Linked DNA regions of Rattus norvegicus: region 1 is linked to region 2. A link is a contact called in public Hi-C data. All regions are on one chromosome and are shown on one strand. The core of a region is the stretch at or near the end of the contact, and the rest is flanking DNA. Distances in the headings are between cores, read along the strand shown. Region 1 has its middle 14 kb from the start of Trnar-ucu6. Region 2 overlaps Cobl (cordon-bleu WH2 repeat protein).

What was found. A called contact is a pair of places that touch in the nucleus more often than the background predicts.
Region 1: a Hi-C map of Schwann cells shows a contact between it and region 2, with 8 times the contacts expected there. The contact joins two enhancer-like sites. A contact is called at or near these places in 8 of 12 Hi-C or Micro-C datasets (the A7r5 cell line, Schwann cells, frontal cortex and 5 more).

The regions. Positions count from the first base shown.
Region 1 is chr14:91,336,505-91,339,489 of GRCr8, forward strand. No RefSeq gene overlaps it. Among named protein-coding and RNA genes, the nearest start is that of Trnar-ucu6, 14 kb to the right of the region's middle. Within about 2 kb of position 1,372, at least 17 of the 93 cell types and tissues checked have an H3K27ac peak or open chromatin away from gene starts, as enhancers often do.
Region 2 is chr14:91,107,983-91,110,692 of GRCr8, forward strand. The region is part of intron 9 of Cobl (cordon-bleu WH2 repeat protein); the gene reads right to left. Among named protein-coding and RNA genes, the nearest start is that of Cobl, 160 kb to the right of the region's middle. Within about 2 kb of position 1,314, at least 21 of the 93 cell types and tissues checked have an H3K27ac peak or open chromatin away from gene starts, as enhancers often do.

The DNA.
Region 1 (2,985 bases), core at 122-2,621, 230 kb after region 2:
TAAGTGGGATGTTTTTGTTTTCACTACTCAATGATGAGTTATTGGACACTGATGACTGATATTCAGAGGATTTACATTCACTGAAAATCAGTGATTGCTGGGCTTAGGGTGCCAGGCATCCAGTGAGACAGAGTGTTTGCCTTGCTCAATCTCCATCCTCTCCAAAGTCACCCAGAAGCTCTCCTGCTCTCCTGGTGTTTCTTGCAGAAGCTTACTTCTCCGCTACTTAGTAATATACTTCCTACCCTGGCTGATGTCACTTCCTGGAACCTCATACCTTCATTTTCCTGGCTCACTTCTCTCTGTTTCTAAGCTTAGTCTGTGTGCCTACTAAATCGACCAATTGAAATAGACTACTGTCTGAATGGGATGCATTCAAAATGTGCCTAAACTGTGCTGGTAGAGAAATGCTTACCTGTGTTTTATGATGAGGCCATCCATCACCAGAAACACATTTATCAAAGCAAGGGTGTTAAACCACTTTTGGGTCACAGAAATGGGACTATTCTTTAGCTAAGAAGTGCTCTTAGGTTGCAGTAGCCAGTCTCCGTGGTATCAAGTCTGATGTATTAATGAGGGCACTTGGACCGGGTGAAGCCTACCTTGGGCTGAGTGAAGAGCAACTACTAATGTCTGCTGTGGGCACAGAACATATAGCCCCTGTTTTCATCTTCCCTTCAAATAAGTCTACAGATGCCTAGAACAGCATTTTCAAGTGTGGACTCAATAGGAGAGGCATAGTTGGTCTATGACAATACCAAAACTGAAGAAGATCTGTCTATATAACTGAGTGGTAAAGCATTTGTCCAGTATGTACAAGGCCCTGGCGCAATACCTAGCAATATGCACTCATGCACGCTCGCACTCGTGCATACACACACACACACACACACACACACACACACACACACACACACACACACACCAGAGAGAGGGGTAGGTCAGAATGGGGGACAATAAGCCCTTTATCAAACGTGAACCCTAGCCAAGGTCAGAGAAATGAAGATGATGGGCAGTCAGAGAGACAATGAACAGGGAAAGAAAGTCAAAAGGGATGCTGGGAATTGACAGCCTGAGGGACAGACACAGGACTATATGGTTTGCAAAGCGTCTGAAGCTGGAGCAGAGACTGCTGAGGTTATGTGGGAGGCCGTCTTTGAGGACACATTTTGGCTACATTAGCTCAGGTAGGCCTTGTGTACAGTCATGCCCAAGCCTCAAGGCCATCAAAATTTGCACCAACTTCTGAGGGTTTCTGAAGGGCAGCATGCTATCCATGTTATCCTGTGTGAGCGGCACCATGGAAACAGCATGGCTCGGGCGGGGGGTGGGGGGGCGTGGACAGCTGCACAGTTTGCTCCCCTGTGGTCCCCCCACCCCCTTTCGCAGCTTGGTTTCCAGGGCAGCTCTCTCCGGTGGGGTCGAGGTAGAGAAGGAAGGTGAGCCACGGAATGGCTGTTCTGCTTGGCTCTATCCCATCCTCTGAGAAAAGCTAGCAGGGTTCCCTACGCAGCTCCCTAGACTGCCTGAGCTTGAGTCAGTAAAAAGGCTTGCTGCAGAACCCTTTAGAAACAAATCTGTGGAAACCACTTCCATCTAGTGGTGACTGAGATAAAATACAGCAGACCGAGGGCAATGATTGCCTAAGAAAACCACAGACTGTAGTGTAGCAAGCAAGCCTTATTGCTTTCCCCCAAGCCCAAGGGTAAATCACCTTCTAGATCAGCAATTTGGCCCTGTAAGGAAAGCCATGTGCCTTTTTCGCCTGAAACGCAAAAACCTTGAGGGCTCTACAGCTTCTGGGACTCACTGGGTGGTCGAAATAGACACTTGCTGGACCTAAAGAGTAGCGACGTGTCTACTCTAATGTTTCCCTGAGAAGTTGAAGCTGTGCAAAGAGCGTCTAAATGGGTAGGGAAGAAAACGACACACGACTGAACAAATAGGTCACGGACAAGTAACTGTGTAGGACTCGGCAGTAAGTGGGGCCTAAATAATTTACTGAAATCTGTTCAGTACTCAATGATATGTTTCCATTTCTCAGTTTTTTCATTGCTTTGGGAAAGCCAGTATCTCATGCCTGTTTGGCAAAAGGACACAGGAATAATGTTTTGTGTTAATTTACTTACTTTGATTTCCCTAAAGGCAGCCAGGGGGAACTTCCCGGGCTTCTCATTCTAGTGCCAGGCAACAGTGTTTCCAACCAAGACTAGGACACAGAGGCAAAGGTCCAGCCTCACTGAGCAAGCATTCTTCAGGTTCTCTGCCGAGCATGCCTGTTGCTTCAGGCTTCATCTTTCTTCTTTCTCTATTTCTTTTTCTTTTCTTTCTTTCTTTTTTTGTTTGTTTGTTTGTTTGTTTGAGCTGGGGACCGAACCCAGGGCCTTGCAGTTGCTAGTTCTTCTTTCTCTAAAGGGAGACATTCTGTGCTCCTTGTTTTCCCCTATTTGTCTCTTAGATTACTTGCCAACATTTATTCATCCGTCTCCTGAACTCCCAACAGCCATTTGGGAGTCACTGAATGTTGGAGCCCAAAGGACATCTATTTAAATCCCTATCACAACACAACAATCAATCAATCAATCAATCAATCATCTTTGAGACTTTTGGACAAGAGGCACCCCAACTGGTTAATTGCTTTTGAGTATTATTTTGCATTGTCACAAGTGTCTTAGACTATTCATTTGTTGGCTTGCTCATACGCCTGTTTCTCCTTGTGATTATCCACTACTGTTCAATTTCGGCGTGGTGCAGCCTTCTTTGCCTAATCTGAATGGAAGGAATGCCTCTGTTCACTCCGTCTCACAATTCTTTGTTTCTATTTTAGTATATTTAGCATTTACTCATATCCAGTTACTTAATTTAGCTTTGAAGACCCATTTTGTTCATTCTTTAAACCAAATTCTATTAAGCGAAAAGCACCCTACACCTCTCTACTTCTATTGCCATAGCAAAATGCCCAAGACTAGATAATTGACAGGAAAT
Region 2 (2,710 bases), core at 64-2,563:
CCCCGTGGAACGTCTGCGCACTGTTTCCTCTGAAAGCTCAAGGATCACAGTAGAAAAAGGAATAAAAGACTTTAAGAGGCAGAGGTATATACAGCTAAAAGAAAACTTTCCCAGACACAGTAGGACAGTTGCACATATGAACTCATAGTTGTTGTGACTGCATGCACAAAACCTGTGCAAGATCAACCCAGACATCAACCCAGACCACATCCCAGCACGGGGAGGATGGACGTGGCATGAAGTCCCACTCCTAGCTAAGGAGTTATGGGCAACTGCTGGGAGAGGGAGAATCAGTATTAAAGGCATAACCTCTGGTAGGGCAACTATACCCCAACAGAATGCCACAAATCTAAGACTGTACAGCCAATAGAAACTGTACTTGATGGGTTTAAAAATGACAAAAAGAAGACACAAATTGTGGTGGGTAAGGAAAGGGGAAGATTTGAGAGGTGTTAGGGGATGAGATGAATATGATCAAACAGCGTTGTATGAAATCCTCAAAGAATTAATAAAAAATGAAAAATTTCACTCCTTCCATTTTTTATTAATAATTCTATCTAGCAATTTGCTTATACATTTCTTGAAACTTGAACAGTCTGATTTCATGAGCTGGCACAGGCCGGTTTCACTGCATTGCCACCCAACCCTTTAAATCTCTTTCAAGTCAGGGACATGAAGGGCTAAAAATAATTAGCAAGGAGAATTAAGTTTCTAAATTTCCTTTTTCTTCGGGGGCTCTGCACAGACTGTGGCTTTCCTTACTTCTATTTTAAAGAGCATCCGATATTAGTTCTAGGTGGGGATAATAACGTCCAGGGTACAAAAATAACAAGCTGAAGATGTAGTCAGGGACAGACTCTCCCACAGTCAATAATTTCCTGCTGTTTTATGGAAAAGGCTATTCGCTCAGGATCCATTTCCTGTTTGCCTGGATGCTCTGCCTTTTCCCATGGCAGCAGGAGCAGCTGTGTAGCCAGCTCCCTTCCATGATCGGGAAAGAAACAAATCAATAGGAGAAAAGGGCGAGGGGCGTCTCTGTGCTTGCTCCTATCTCTACCCGGTGGCAGACTTTAAGGAGCTTGGCAATTAATAGGTTTGTTTTAAAAAGCAGACATATTTAATTGGGGGTGGGGTGGGGGACTGAATTTTAGAACAAGAGATTAGGTGACTTAGGAGCACTGACCCAAATTTAAGGGTGTCTGCCAAAAAAAAAAAAACACTGCCCCATCTCACAGGCTTCAGGCTCTCTGCTCAGGCTGTAGCTGTCACCCGCCAGCAGCCCTTTGTGAGCATTGGCTCCTAAAGTGCACTTAGATTGCACGCAGGCATCTGCAAACTGCCAGGGTGTGCTCCGAATCTCTCTGCTCTCAGCCTCTGTGCTGAGTCACTCGCCTGAAGTGTGAATTATTATTCTTAATTTTGCATCCGATCAAACTCAAATTACCAACTTTCAATTAAAAAATGCTAATCGTTTTCTCTGATCTTTCCGCCCCCACCCTCCCACCCCCCCAACCCCGGTTTATAATTTCCCTTAGCATGTTTTAGAATAGGGCTTCTATTCAAATTTAAAAGAGAATTCTACAAATGACCTTATCCAGAAGACCCAGAAGTGAATGCTAGAAATAACGCTACGGTGGTTGCCAAGGCTAAGAGAAAATGGCCTCATTTTTTTTTTCCAATGCTGTTATAATTCTTTGCCAGAACCCCTATAAACATATATCCTGAGAAAGACTTATTTCCCCAAATTATGTACAGAAAATGTGTTCAAACATGATAGTCAATGAATGATTTTTTTAAAAAACCGTAAAGCAATGCTTTAGCATGAGCTCCATGTGCTCTATCTGCAAATCCCCAGGGTCTTCTGAAATAAGTAACGGATGAGCCATTAATAGCCCAATTATGACTGTACTGTAAATCCTGAAAACAAACAGTTCAGTGCAACTCATGGGATGGTTCCACGAAAGTGATTCGTGAGAGCAGATTCTCGAATGCTGGCAGAATGGGAGCTGGTTAGAAAGCTATGAAGCAGAATCCAAATGCACACAGTGTTATTGGCTTAGGCATGCCCATGAAGCGCTTGCATGTGTAAGTAGATATCTAATGGGAAATAAGAAAGCTTAATTAATACGAATCAGATTAAAGAATGCAGAGCAGAGAGCTATTAGTCTCCTGCTCTTAAAAATCACGTTAAGAACCATTCACACGTAGTCATGTTGAGGACAAACTTGGTAACAGGAGGTTTGGGGGGGTGGGCTACGGAGCTCACTCATCATCTGTGGCATTCATTTTCTTCATCATCTATGGCATTCATCTGTGCAGAATCTGCAAGATTTTTGACCGCAAAGGAGCTGACTTCATGGCTCACAGAAACGAACCTTAACTCTAGGTAGGTATGCCAATGGCTGGCAAAGGGAAGAGCTTATTCTTCGGCCTAGGAAACTTCACATCTGCCTTCTGTTGGCTTTTTCAAAAGGCTGTGCTTTGATGCTAGTTAACTTACTTAGGAATATGAAAAAAAATGTTTCCTAAAGCGGGAAGTATTTTAAGTGACACCTAACGTTCTCAGGATTTGTGAGTTGGACACACTGTTCTAGAGTTATTCACCACATTTCAAGGACTCCATCCAACAAAAGAATAAAGAAGCAAGCAGAAAAGGGTATACTGAACTCCACTGGGATTTTCAATCTTTCTTAAGTAAAATGGCCACAGG